Regions from separate parts of the Mus musculus genome. Here region 2 is linked to region 1. Evidence: chromatin contacts called from public promoter capture Hi-C data. All regions are on one chromosome and are shown on one strand. Each heading gives the region's core, a stretch centred on a gene start, on an enhancer-like site or on the middle of the called end of the contact. The rest is flanking DNA. Distances are from core to core; before and after follow the strand shown. Region 1 holds the start of Dhrs4 (dehydrogenase/reductase (SDR family) member 4). Region 2 holds the start of Pck2 (phosphoenolpyruvate carboxykinase 2 (mitochondrial)).

What was found. Promoter capture Hi-C pulls out the DNA fragments that hold promoters and counts their contacts.
Region 2: a promoter capture Hi-C map of macrophages shows a contact between it and region 1, with 10 read pairs. The contact joins the promoter of Pck2 here to the promoter of Dhrs4 in region 1. A contact is called at or near these places in 11 of 39 promoter capture datasets (the 3T3-L1 cell line, HPC-7-derived erythroid cells, cranial neural crest and 6 more), 2 of 15 datasets of contacts at CTCF or cohesin (CD8 T cells and the G1E-ER4 cell line), 10 of 484 Hi-C or Micro-C datasets (the 63-12 cell line, CD8 T cells, the G1E-ER4 cell line and 6 more), 7 of 115 datasets of contacts at active chromatin or transcription factors (embryonic fibroblasts, embryonic stem cells, large pre-B cells and 1 more) and 4 of 9 other capture datasets (adipose tissue, liver, macrophages and 1 more).

What each region holds. Positions count from the first base shown.
Region 1 is chr14:55,475,455-55,482,553 of GRCm38.p6, forward strand. It overlaps Dhrs4 (dehydrogenase/reductase (SDR family) member 4), which reads left to right and starts at 3,304. Exons shown (of 8, transcript NM_001037938.2): 1 at 3,304-3,579; 2 at 4,572-4,749. The coding sequence starts at 3,449.
Region 2 is chr14:55,537,725-55,544,405 of GRCm38.p6, forward strand. Pck2 (phosphoenolpyruvate carboxykinase 2 (mitochondrial)) reads left to right here and starts at 2,542. Exons shown (of 10, transcript NM_028994.3): 1 at 2,542-2,789; 2 at 4,682-4,927; 3 at 5,865-6,049; 4 at 6,136-6,339; 5 at 6,671-6,681. The coding sequence starts at 2,761.

The sequences.
Region 1 (7,099 bases), core at 2,054-4,553:
CTCCCTAACATCCCCTGTGCTCTTCCAAAAGAAATAACACTAAAGGCCAATTTTCAACCTTGCCCATATGAAAGGGACACTACACTAGTTTCATGACTATCTTTTCCCTGAATCTTTGTGTCCCTCACCCACTCACCATCCATTTAGATATGCATTTAAGGCCTGTTCCACTAAGCCAGGCTTTGAGAGCAGTCCACCTTAAATCCCTGGGTTCCAGCTGCACACACAGGTGACGGTCTGGGAAAGATTCCCAGGGTGCATTAGCTCCAGACAGTGAGAGAGGAAGAGTGTGGCACTTGCCAGCCTCTTCTCAATAATTCATGAGGCTCAGACTAGGGGGCATTTCCTCAGACATGAGGCAAGCTGTCTTATCAGTATGCACTGAGTAACACAACTTACAACTTCTCAGCTTGAGGAAGCCCCGCCCCCTACCCCACCCCACCCCCCATAGGCCTAGTTCTTGCTTGTTACATCACTGGCTATCCATATCCAGTCCTCAGCACACTTTGTATACTGGACTCCTGCTTTCTGCTTTGTCTTCTTAGCTGATTTATATGTATTTGAAATGTTTGTTTTTGTTATTGTTGTTTGCTGTTGTTGTTTGAGACAGGGTTTCTCTGTATAGCCCAGGCTGTCCTGGCACTCTATCTGTAGATCAGGCTGGCCTCAAACTCACAGAGATCTGCCTGCCTCTGCCTCCTGGGTGCTGGGATTAAAAGCATGCACCACCACGCTAAGCTATGAAATGATTCTCTAGTAAATGCAAATCCTATTAAACATCAAAGCCCAGACCTCTGTTTCATAGACTCACTACTGAGCACACTGCCTAAGGTTGACAAGCTGATGATTTCACAATAAGCAACATTCTCCAAAAACCACCCATCTGGGCTGGGTGTGGGGGCGCACACCTTTAGCCCCAGCACTCAGGAGGCAGAGGTAGGTGAATCTCTGAACTCAAAGTCAGCCTGGTCTACAAAAAAAAAAAAAAAAAAAAAAAATAGTTCCAGCACAGCCAGGGCTACACAGAGAAATCCTGTCTCAAAATAAAGAAATGCATCCACTTTATCATCTTTTCTAAAGGAAAAGACTAACACCAGAAAGAGAGAGAGAGAGAGAGAGAGAGAGAGAGAGAGAGGGAGGGAGGGAGGGAGGGAGGGAGGGAGGGAGGGAGGGAGGAAGGAAGGAAGGAAGGAAGGAAGGAAGGAAGGAAGGAAGGAAGGAAGGAAGGAAGGACAGGAAAACCTAAGCAAGCACAAATTGCAGAGCAAACTACTACTACCTGCTGAGTTAATATTAGAAACTCCCTTTATTGTCTTTATGTCCCTTATGTTGCCTCAGAGTCTGGAAGGTTGCCCAGGGGCCAACACGGCTTTTCTTCCTGGTATATGGGAGCTCCAGGGGTGGACCCAGTTTAGTCACTGGCACTGCTTCTGTTGATGCCTCTCTGTGGTGCATTCTTAAGCCATCAAAGTTCACTAATTCTCCCAGGACCCTGGGAGAGAGATCAGGTCAACCCACTTGGCAGAGATGCAGAGATGAAAGTCTTGGGCTCAGAATCTATAGCTGGTGAGAATTTTATTTATCATCTACTGTACATCCTCGGTTCATAAAGGAAGAGTCTGGCCTATGGCAGTAATAATAACTACTGTTTGGTGAAAATAATCACTCCATACTTAGTCGTTTACAGTTAATCAAGCACTCTCACACATAACAGTTAGTTATTGAGCTAGAATAGATGGGTGGGCATGGAAAATCATAGCGCTCCCCGGTCTCCATATCTCCACCCTGTCTGTGGAAGTGGCTGGGCGACCCTTTGGCATCAGATAGACCCAGGACCTCCATCTTTTCACCCTGGGTATCACAGTGGTCATTTCCTGCCTGTCTGAAGATGAAGTCCTCAGTGGCTCTCAACCTGGCTAATGCTGCAACCCTTTAATTCAGTTCCTCATGTTGTGGCCCCCAGTCATAAAATTATTTTCATTGCTACTTCATAACTAATTTTTGCTACTGTTATGAATCATAATGAAAAAATTTGATATTTCCAATAGTCTTAGGCAAACCCAAAGGGGTTGTGACTCACAGGTTGAGAACCACTGGCAATAGACTTTGTGCCATAGGGAAAGATAGTGTCAGGCCTAGGCCAGCTGTCACAACTTATCACATTTGTCACCTGGCCTCCTCATCCCTCACTACATGGACACTGTGAGGAGCACAAGTGTCACCTCCACAGACAGTCTCAAAACATTCATTCATTTGCCCTTCTTGTATGTGATGTGTGGTGTGTGTGTGTGTGTGTTATTTTCTTACGCAGAGGGTCATCACACAAGGTTCACTCTCTAAATTCCTAACTAAGGTCCTAAGCCTGTCTCCCCAGGGCTTCTCAGCTGTGTAACATATCTTAACTGAAGGTTGGGTCTAGCCTCTATTAGTGGTCTCTGATTCGAGGGTCAGGATCCTTGGCAAGACTCTCCAGACACAGGGCAGATCTGGGTAGCTTCTCTCCAACTGTGCAGAGCAGAGCATTGCCCTTGGTCTCTGCTTTGATACTGTCCAATGGGCATCGTGGGGTGCTAGGACTGTGTCTGGTTATCCTGAGTGAGTGATGTTCTGGTTATCAGTACAGCCATGGGTGTAGTGGGGTTCCTGAATAAGCTATTTTTTACATGTCTAAAGGCATTTTTACTACGCTCATCATGGTGTGTTTCTGGGGCTGGGGGAGTAGGGTATGCACACATGTGCCTATACGAGAGGTCAACGTGGACTGTTTTCTACCACTCCCTATCTTATCTTTTTCTTGAGACGGGGTTTTTCACTGAGCCCGGAGCTCATGGATTGGCAAGACCAGATGACCAAAAGCCTCAACAATCATCTTGTCTGTGTATCTAAAGCTAGGAATACAGCTGTTAGGTGACAAGCCCTGCTTTTTATGTTAATGCTGAAGATCCAAACTCAGGCCAGCATGCTTGCTCAACAACCATTTTACCAAATGAGTTGTCTGTGCAGTCCTGCATACAAACCCAGGCTTTTTATAAAGGAAGAATTATTTGGAGTTTAAGGAAGCAAAACAAAAATAAATAAAATTGCAAAGCTTCCTCTCCAACGACTCTCCTAAGACCCCATCCCAAAAAAAGGTGGACCAGCAGAAGTGGGAGGAGCAGCTGGGGCACAGGAAAAGCTGGGGGTTCTGGTAGAAGAGGTGTGGGGGTCTTGAAGGAAACTTGGACTGAGAATTTGCGGGAGTCCCAAATCAGGCAAAGGGGCGCGGGGCGCCAGCAGGGAGCGCTCGCAACCGCCGCGGCTCCCGCCTAGTCCCGGGCCGTCGCAGAGCCGGTCCTAGAAGAGGGGCAGGCAGTCTGGGAAGTCAGAGCTCTCCCAGCTAGACCAGCCTCCCGCCCTTTGAACAGTCCCCTCCCCTAGCAGAGTTCAACCCAACCCCCTGGCCTGAACTATGCAGAAAGCGGGACGGCTGTTAGGTGGTTGGACTCAAGCGTGGATGTCGGTGAGGATGGCCAGTTCCGGGTTGACTCGTCGAAACCCTCTCTCCAATAAGGTGGCCCTGGTCACAGCCTCCACCGACGGGTGAGTACCAGAGCCAGAGTCTTCATCCAGAAACAAGTACTCTTTAACTCCTGGACTGTTGTCCTCGAGCCTCAGATGCGGCCAAAGGCCACCCCGAGGGAGAAAAAGGAAACCCACATGGTGGACCTGAAATCGCTCCGAATCCCCGACCTGGCCCTGCCACAGGCTAGCCCTTGTATCACTGTTGCCTTCGGCTTTGTGAGAGCTCGGCGCTGCCAGAAGGACCCAGGTCCCGGTGCTTCTGGGCTGCCCCAATCGACAGCTCCACCTAGAGTCTGGGAAGACCAAAACAACCAGTCACGGCTTCAAAGCTCTGCTTGCTGTTCTTGCTCCCTAGGGACCCCTTACCTGGATCCCGTGCCCAGATCTTTACTTCAGTCTGTATATTTGGGCCTCCGTGCCCAGCCTGTCTCACCCACCACTCTCAACTATCCAGTTTTTTAATCCCCACAGGACCTTACTAAATTAAAAAACTCCTTGAAAATCTGTAATGCAGATGTCTATGAAAAGCTAACATCTGGCTATTATAAAATATGTAATTGATATTTACATTTTGAGCCATGCTTTTTTTGGTGAAGGCCCCCCCCAAATATATCAAAAGATAGAATTGTGAGGTTGTAGTGTGGTAAGAGGTATTTGGGGATATGGGCTTCTTCCAGCAAGGCCCCTAAGTCCATGGCAACTGAACACTCATCTATTTCTCTCCCCTCTTTCCCAACTGGACATAGGTACAATAATCGGTCATGAAGGCTGTGGCAGGTGATGTCAGTCCCGGGAACTGGGGTAAAAGACAAGATCATAATAAAATCATCTGAGCTTATCCTTCTGTCCGCACCATTAAAAGCCTACTCTACCTAGTAGAAATGCGTGAAGCTCGAATACAGGGAGAGCGAGGGTCCAGTGCTGAAAGCCTGAAAGCAGAGCCCACGCATGCTCTCGCCCTCTTCTCTGCGGTAGAGGCCTTGACAGTGTGTCACCTTTTACCCTCGTAGGATCGGCTTTGCCATCGCCCGGCGCCTGGCTGAAGATGGGGCCCACGTGGTCGTCAGCAGCCGCAAACAGCAGAATGTGGACCGTGCAGTGGCCACACTACAGGGAGAGGGCCTGAGTGTGACTGGCATCGTGTGCCACGTGGGGAAGGCAGAGGATCGAGAAAAGCTGATAACCACGGTGAGCAGGCAGAATATGGGTGCTGGGCCAAGGCATGGCAGAAGGGAGGCAAGGCAGCCTGTGCCTTCCTGCCTGGTTTCTAGGACTGCATTGGTGAGATACAACCCATGCTGACCCCTGTTAGCATCCTAATGCTCACACCCAAACTCGTCCACCAATATTATTTTAAACATTAATTTCATTATGTTTCATTCTGAGTATGGTAGGGGAGTACTTGTTAGTGTAGGTGGCCATGGGGGCCAGAAGAGAGTCTTGAACCCTCTAAAGCTGGAGTTACAGGTGGCCATAAGCCACCTGATATGGGTGCTGGGGACTGACCTTAGGTCCTTTATGAGAAAAGTACATCCTTTTACCTACTGAGCCATCTCTCCAGACTCTCACCAATACATTTTTATTGTGTACCCTTTTCGGTTATGTCTGCATCCCAAAGTCTAAGTACAACCAGATTCTCCCGGCCAGAGATTCAAAAGTCGCTCTGGTCCTTCAACCTTGCATGATCCCTTAGATACCCTCCCCCCACCCAAAAAAAAAAAAATGCCTGCTCCTGGTTCCCTGGTCTGAGTTAATAAATGCTCTCCTGTTCTTTGGCTCATAGAGCTCGTGGGCACTGGGGAGAGGCAGTTCACTATGTTTCATTTACCTACTACAAGCCATTTCTTGTGTTCAGACCCTTATGTGGGCTTTTTGTTGTTAGTATTGGTTTGTTTTGTTTTAAGGGGGCCAGGAGCTTGTACTGGAGCCAGAGCGGTATGTAATTCATCTTGCAGCCCTGTCTAGCCATGAGCTTGCTCCCCCAGTGCTGGAAATACAAGTGTGGGCTACTCCACCCAGGCAAGGTCTGTTCTCCCTGTATTTACAGAGACTGTATCATCTCATCATCCAGAAAAAAAATACCTGTGATTCAGGACAAGCCAGCAGACCACCAGACACATCCTCCATTTATGTAGTGCCAAGCCTTGGGTGCCCAAATAAACTTTAGTCTAAGCCTGTGTCAGACTTGACACTTGGCACCCATCTCCAGCTGTGTAAGAAAATGTGAATCAAGCTGCAAAGACGGTGTGTCTCCCCCAAGTTTCAGGGTGTGCACTCTTCCCCCAAATCCAAGGGAGGACACCCTCACAGAGAAAGCACAGCCTGAGTGAACACATCAGACAGTTGGCAGAAATAATGTGGGCAGCCTTCTTGAAAGAGGGGGCCTTAACACTTGACTGAAGTGTGACATATAAAATAAGACAATTCCATTATTTATTTTTATTTTATGTATATGAGGGGTTTTTGCTGGCATGTGTGTCTCTACACTGTGTGTCAGAGGGTGGTGCCATATCCCTTGGAACTGGAGTTACAGGTGGTTGTGAACCACCATACAAGTGCTGGCTACCAAACCAGGGTCCCCTGTAAGAGCAGCCAGTGCTTTTAACCACTGAGCCATCTCTCCAGCCCCAAGATAATTTCATTTTTAAAGAACTGTGGACAAAGTCTTAAATGTGCATTGTAAAGGGTCGAATTTGAATCTGAGAAAGTTGCATTGCCTGGCATAGGCTGCTGGAAGAGCCTGGGATTGTAGTGTTTGTCCTGAGAAGTAAAGGTCGATTAGTGACAGCCATTTAACACATGCACACACATGCACACACACATATGCACGCACACACACACATATGTAAGCACACACACACAGATGCACACACACATGCACGTGCACATGCTTATGCACACACACACACACACACACACACACACCAGTGCTGGGGTCAAACCCAGAGCCATGCACAGTTTCATGTCAAAATCCTATAAGGTGTGGAGGGGCTTAGGAAGTGGTTCAGTATTAAATGCCTTGCTCTGCAAGCAAGAGGACTGAGCCTAAAACTCCCACATAAGTCCCAGGTGTATCTGAGGTCTCACCTGTAATTCCAGTCTCAGAAGACAGAGATGGGATACCCAGAGCAAGCTCTGGATTTGACTGACAGATACCGACCCAAAAGAATAAGGTGGAATAGCAGCCAGAGAATACTCCTGACGTCAACCTCAGGCCTCCACACACATGTGCACCCACATATGAACACGCAAATACACAAGAAAAGAAGCAAAGCCTTATTAGGAAAACATGCTCTGGCCCCCAGCAAGTCCACCTAGCTGATCCTGCAGTAGGAAGAGGGCTGCATGGATGGGGTTCAGGGACTTCCACGACCTCCCAAAAGAATGTCAATAGTTGTGAAGCAAATAAAACCCACGTGGAGCTTGGAGCAAGATAAAACTTGTTGTGTCCGGCCAGCAGACCACAACCTGGGTTCTAGCCTGGAAAGGCATTTTGGAAACCTGGAAGAGAAGAGGGGCTAGGTGGCGAGAGAAAAGA
Region 2 (6,681 bases), core at 1,292-3,791, 62 kb after region 1:
GCAGGATCCACTTAAAATAAGCTTAAGTAAAATAATAATGGATTCGTTCTTGTAACAAGAATATAGGCTTTCTGCTTCACCTATTTCCAAAACCAGCCACATCTCCTCCAAGAAGTGCCAGTCTAATATCTGAGACATGATAGTAAACATTAAAAAGAATGGATTTGGTTGTGTTGGCGCAAGGTCACCAAGGCTGCCTTCAACTCTTAGTACAGGAGATACAGATGCCACCAACAACCCATTCATTGGCCTCAACTATTAGTCTACGTGTTCCAGTATGATTATACACCCATGACAAGTTCCACAGTACAGTCTGGGATGCACGTGGGAAATTTGTCTTTAATCTTCCAGGAATTTGATCTCTCCAACATTAGCTGGGTGGATGCTGGTGTCAAGTATGCTGTGGGGTCTTCACTGTTGTGAGGAAAGGTGGGGTGACTGGGAGGATGGACCCAAAGGGACATCATCTCTGCCCTTTCTGTTTGTGATGGGTATGGACCAGGAGAGGTACAACATCTCATTCAAGTTTGTCATCAATGCCCCCTGTTCCACAGTCTGCTTAGCAATCCCTGGCCCAAGGTCATCCATCAAGGGATTTATGACTACTGTCCTCTAGAAGACCTTGGATCACACACAGATGCGCGTGTGCGCACGCGCGCGCGCGCACACACACACACACACACACACACACACACACACACACACACCGAAAAGCTGTGCTGTGATGGCCATGGGCTACCCAAAACATCCCTTCATTCCTGGTACAGCCAAAGCTGTGGGCAAAGGTCATGCCTGAGCTGAACAGTAAGTTCACTAACATGACCTTCTCTGTCCCTACTTCCACTGTGCGTCCTGGATCTGACATGCTGCCCAGAGAAAACTGCCATCTGGGAGATGCCAAGAGGTGTGGTGACACATACCTTTAAAACTAGCACTTGGGAAGCAGATTCTGCATTCAATGCCAGTTTTGTCTACATAGTGAGTTCCAGGACAGCCAGACTACATAGGGAGACTGTGATTCAAAAGTAAATACAGACATGCAGATATAAGAAGGTGATGAGGCACCGGGTGTGGTGGCACATGCCTTTAATCCCAGCACTAGGGAGGCAGAGACAGGCGGATTTCTGAGTTTGAGGCCAGCCTGGTCTACAAAGTGAGTTCTAGGACAGCCAGGGCTACACAGAGAAACCCTGTCTCAGAAAAAGAAGGAGGAGGAGGAGGAGGAGGAGGAGGAGGAGGAGGAGGAGATGATGATGAGGCAGGCATTGAAGCATCCTGGGCTGATATAGGGACCAGTTGCCTCTTGAGACTTTAACAGCAACATCCATTCTACCTTTGATAGTGGTACTAGCATTGCTCTCAATAACCACTTTATCAAGCTCATATCCAGGTATGACAGATAATTTGGCTACAGCAACAGAGCAGTGGACCATTTAGGTCCACACAGTCCTCTAAGGTCCACATGGCCTCCAAAGAATAAGAAACTCTGGACCACCTACCCCAGCAAGAGTAGGAGAGGAAGAGAGCCCTTGGCTGTTTAGGGAGACCCTGCCATAACTCAGGCTCCACAGCACTGAGCATCTCTGCTCACAGTTTCCATCCTAACCCCCAAAAGAAGAAGGGGTTTTTAAAGAAGCCCTCAGACAGTCTTAATAAAGACCACTGGGGTGGTTAGGGGACATCTATTGATCTTTGTCTCACTGCTCTGCCTCTGCCTCAGGCAGGTTGGTGCTTTGCATTATCAAGCTGACACCCAACAGAACCCAACTTAGACTCTACAGACTCAGCAATCCAGCAAAAAAAGGAGCTCATGTCCAAAGGTTAGAAAAGGTCTCAGACAGGGATCCCATGCCCCCGTCTCTGAACATCCTGATTGCTGTGGCCAGGGTGTGGGCCACACAAACTGGCCCTAAGAGAAGCAAGGTCAGACCCACATGATCTGATGGTTCTCCAAAGAAAGTCACAGTGCTGCAACCAGAAAGAGGATTCTGAGCATCATGGATGCGTTGAGTTTGGGTTGGTACAGCATTTGAATACCCAATGGTCTCAAGTTGGAATGAAATGTTGAGAAATTACACAAGGACTCTCTTTGGGATTAGGTGGGGGAGGGCATTAGAGGACCAAGGATATGTCTGTAAGCCTGAAACACCCCACCAATTCCATGGTGCTAGAGGAAACTCCCTTGATAAGAAGCTGGGCACGGACAATAGTTTGGTTTTGTTATTATTTGAGGACTAAGGAGAGCTTAGTTAGCATCTGGGACCCTGGAAAAGAAAAGCCTGAGGCTAGGAGTGCTCTGGAAAAGCAAACCTAGACCTTGAGGGTTTAGGCATCTTGTTATCCTGGGCTCCCCAGCCCTGGTCTCATCCCTCACTCTTAACTTGTTTTGCATTCGACATCTCTTGGTTGCTTTCTCTAAGGAGCAACAGCCTTCAAAGTTACATCAGTATCTTACAGCGTGGCTGGCCGAGTGGGCGGATCCCAAATTGAACTCCGGCCTCCAATGGCTTGAGGATGTGATGACTGTGGGGCGGAGGCTTCACCCAGCCCGGGGCCTTGAGCCCGGGCTAGTGAGCCGGCCTACAGAAGGGCGAGAGAACCAGCTAGGTTCCGCCCCGGGGACTGCCCGCCTCCTTTTTAAGCGCCTCCCGCCCAACCTCAACTCCCTCTGGCTTTGCTATGCTCCTTCCTTCCCCGCCTTCCTTGTCTCCCCGACTGCGCTCGTTCCTGTGGCCATCCCGCAGCGCCAGTCCAGGTGCCATGGCTGCTATGTACCTCCCCGGCCTGCGGTGAGTGACCCATAGCCCGGGGCCCACTCCGCGCTCCACCTTCCGGGCTTCCTCCGCTTGTTTCCCATCCTAGGAAGAGACTGGCAGGGTGGCTATTAATCAGTGTGGGTCTCACGGTGGTGCATCCCCCCCCCCCTCCGCATTCCCATCCCCAGCCATGCCAGGTTTCCTAGCCAGCCTCTGTGCTCTTCTGTCCCTCCCTGCGGCTTGTGTGCTGTTCTAGCTGCCACTCGCAACCTCCTCCCCCTTCTCCTTTGCCTTCCTGAGCCCTATCTCTGCAAATGCTCTACTTAGCAGATGTAATTCTTTCAGACCAAGGGCTCCTAGTCCAGCTTTCAGTGTGTGAGTAACCATTAAGGCCTTGAGGCCATAGGGTTTGAGGCCCCGGGGACCCGAGCTCAAAGCTCCCTAAAGACGGTAGAAGGTAAACATCACTTGCAGCCTCCCTGAGAACAGAACGGAACCTGGCACGAAGCCCAGTGAAGCCTCTGGGGACTAGGGGGGGAGGGAGACAGGGAGGGAGAGAAGGAAGGAAGCAAGCAAGATGGGAGGAGGGCAGACTGCCTTTTTAACTTGGCCGGCTTCCCCCAGTAGGTCCTGGACCCCAGGCTTGTCCTGGCTGGCTCCCCCTGCCCCACCCCCCATACAACCGGGCCTCTTCTCCGTATACCCCTCTCTCCATGGTCTAGGATGTAAAAGAGTCTAAACTGACTCCTTATCTCTTCTTCGCAGTTTACTTGGTTAATCCATGTGAGAGTGGTCTATGAAGGATAGAGAGAAGGTCCCTCTCAGGGGCGTGCAGGAGAATTGGGGTGGGGCTGGGAGAAGCTGTGCTTCCCATAAGACAACTGGAGCCAATACCTGGGGATCAAAGCTTTCAGGATCATGCATTTAAAATTAATTTCTCAGGGAAACTGTCATGTGCAGAAAAACACACAAAGAGACCTACCTTGCTGTGCCCCCACCCCCTGGGGCCACACAAAGTATGCTGCCTTTTTTGTCTTCTGGAAAACACCCCACCCAGGCCCAAACTCCCACATCCAAGAGCTTTCTCTTCTCCCTTCCCAGGCAATGTAGCCTGTGTTCTCAGGTTCTGACCCTACCATCAACCCCTAAGGCTTCTAAGGAGAGCCAGGGAATGCACAGGCCCACACCATCGAGGCCTACTATGGGTTTCTGGCAGGTGAGGCCTGGCATGTGAGAAGGGTAACTACATCTCTTTACCTTCTTTTGTCCAGACCAATCACAGCAGACCCTACTATCTTCCAGGAGGGTAGCAGGACAAACAATACAGAGACTACCCTGCCCTTCTAGGAATCTAGGCATGGACCAATGGCATTATTCTTCTTGATCCAGTTTTCCCTATGTTAAAACATCCTTGGCTAGTCCACCCTTGTTGACCCAGGTGAACAGAGGCACTACCTGAAACCCCAGCATCCGTTGTCTTCATTCGAGAATCCTAACCTAAAGCCTGGCTGGCACTGGGAGAGGGCTTTACCATCTGGAGCTATGCCTTCTGTTGGAGGCATTTACACCGAAGGAGACAGATAATAGTAGCTGCCATTTGAACATCAAAACTGATTGAAAAGGCCATGGAAGAGCTTCTTTAAGATTGCTCATGAAGCTCTCATCTGGGCAATTTTCTTCACTCTTGGACCAGAGGCTTGACTGCCTCTCCTCCCCGATGGGAGACACAAACCTCATAAAAGCCACAGATACAGGTAGTCTGAACTCACTCCACATACCCACCACAACCCAGAACCTGGTCTTATGGTGCCTGCAACCAGACACACTTTGGTACTCCCCAGAGGTACGGCTTTCTGCCCCACTCACCAATGCTTGTCTCCCATGATAGCCACTGGATGGTTGACTCTCTGTTTTGACTCTGATAGGCTTAGCCGGCACGGGCTAAGGCCCTGGTGCTGGTCACCGTGCCGTAGCATCCAAACCCTGCATGTGCTCAGTGGAGATATGAGTCAGCTGCCGGCTGGAGTTCGAGACTTTGTGGCGCGCAGTGCGCATCTGTGCCAACCAGAGGGCATCCACATCTGTGATGGGACCGAGGCTGAGAACACTGCCATACTGGCCCTGCTGGAAGAACAGGGTCTTATCCGCAAACTCCCCAAGTATAAGAACTGGTAAGCCTTGAAACTAGCAACCCCCAAGATGAAGGTTACTGCTTAGACTGAGGTCCCTCTGGGTTCCCCAAGACAGATATTTCTAGACCACATCAGTGGAATGAGCCAGAATGGGAGCTTCAAGGGAAAGTGGAACGGGAAAGTGAACGTTTTTTACATTAAATGAAAAAGTTGATACGAATTTACAAATTGGAGCTCTTACTTTGGAGGGGGCCTACTTACTGCCTGTCTCCTCCTTCATGAAACATTTGCCAGGGGTAGAGGCTCCAAGGCTGTGCCTTGGGGAAAACCCCTCTTAATGAGACAAAGCCTAAAGGGACTAAACTGGAACTGGATAAGAAAAAATAATGCTGACAGACCTAGAGTCAAAGTTAAACTTAAAAAGTGGCCGCTGGGCGGTGGTGGCACACGTCTTTAGTCCCAGCACTTCGGAGGCAGAGGCAGGTGGATTTCTGAGTTCGAGGCCAGCCTGGTCTACAGAGTGAGTTCCAGGACAGCCAGGGCTACACAGAGAAACCCTGTCTCAAAGAAAGAAAAAAAGGAAGGAAGGAAGGAAGGAAGGAAGGAAGGAAGGAGAGAAAGAGAGAGAGAAAGAAAGAAAGAAAGAAAGAAAGAAAGAAAGAAAGAAAGAAAGAAAGAAGAAAGAAAGAAAGAAAGAAAGAAAGAAAGAAAGAAAGAAAGAAAGAAAGAAAGAAAGAAAAAGAAAGAAAGAGTGGCCAGGCTTAGTGGCACACGCCTTTAATCCCAGCACTCAGGAGGCAGAGGCAGGTGGATCTCTGTGAGTTTGAGGCCAGCCTGGTCTATATAGTAGGTTCCAGGACAGCTGGAGCTACATAGTGAGACTCTGCCTTGCCAAAATATAACAACAAAAAAATGTGAGTCTGGAGATAAGTGAAATCTGCTAGCCACCATTTCCCGGCAATCCTCTCTCCCCCAGCTGGCTGGCCCGCACAGACCCCAAGGATGTGGCACGGGTAGAAAGCAAGACGGTGATTGTAACTCCTTCGCAGCGGGACACAGTGCCTCTCCTGGCTGGTGGGGCCAGGGGGCAGCTGGGCAACTGGATGTCCCCAGATGAGTTCCAGAGAGCTGTGGACGAGAGATTCCCAGGATGCATGCAGGGTAACGAGGCAGGGACATAGAGGCAGGGGCGCTGAGGCTATGACTGGGTTTGGAATCCTTCCTCCTAGCAACATCTTCCTCCACAGGCCGCATTATGTATGTGCTTCCATTCAGCATGGGTCCCGTGGGCTCCCCACTCTCCCGCATTGGAGTGCAGCTCACTGACTCGGCTTACGTGGTGGCCAGTATGCGTATTATGACCCGCCTGGGGACACCTGTACTTCAGGCCCTGGGAGATGGTGACTTCATCAAGTGTCTGCATTCAGTGGGCCAGCCCCTGACTGGACATGGTGAGTACCTATCTAGGACACTGAGACCTTCTTCCACTCAGAGGGAGTCCCAAATCTTACCCATCCACGGAGAAATTGTGGATGTAGAACGATTATTCCCCGAGGCCCAGTGACGCATTCTGGACTGGAGTAACACCATTTGGAGAACAGAAGTCAGTCGACAGGTCTGACAAAGCACGAGGGCTGATGGGTACTGAAGAAGATGGTTTAGCTACCCCTGGGCATTCTATTGCTTCCAAGTGTCTCTTGGGTCAATCCTTGATCCCTCCAGTCCCTGACACCCTGGTTTCTGATGCCAGTGGCAGCAGCACTATGACCCCATTGTCTCCAGGGGATCCTGTG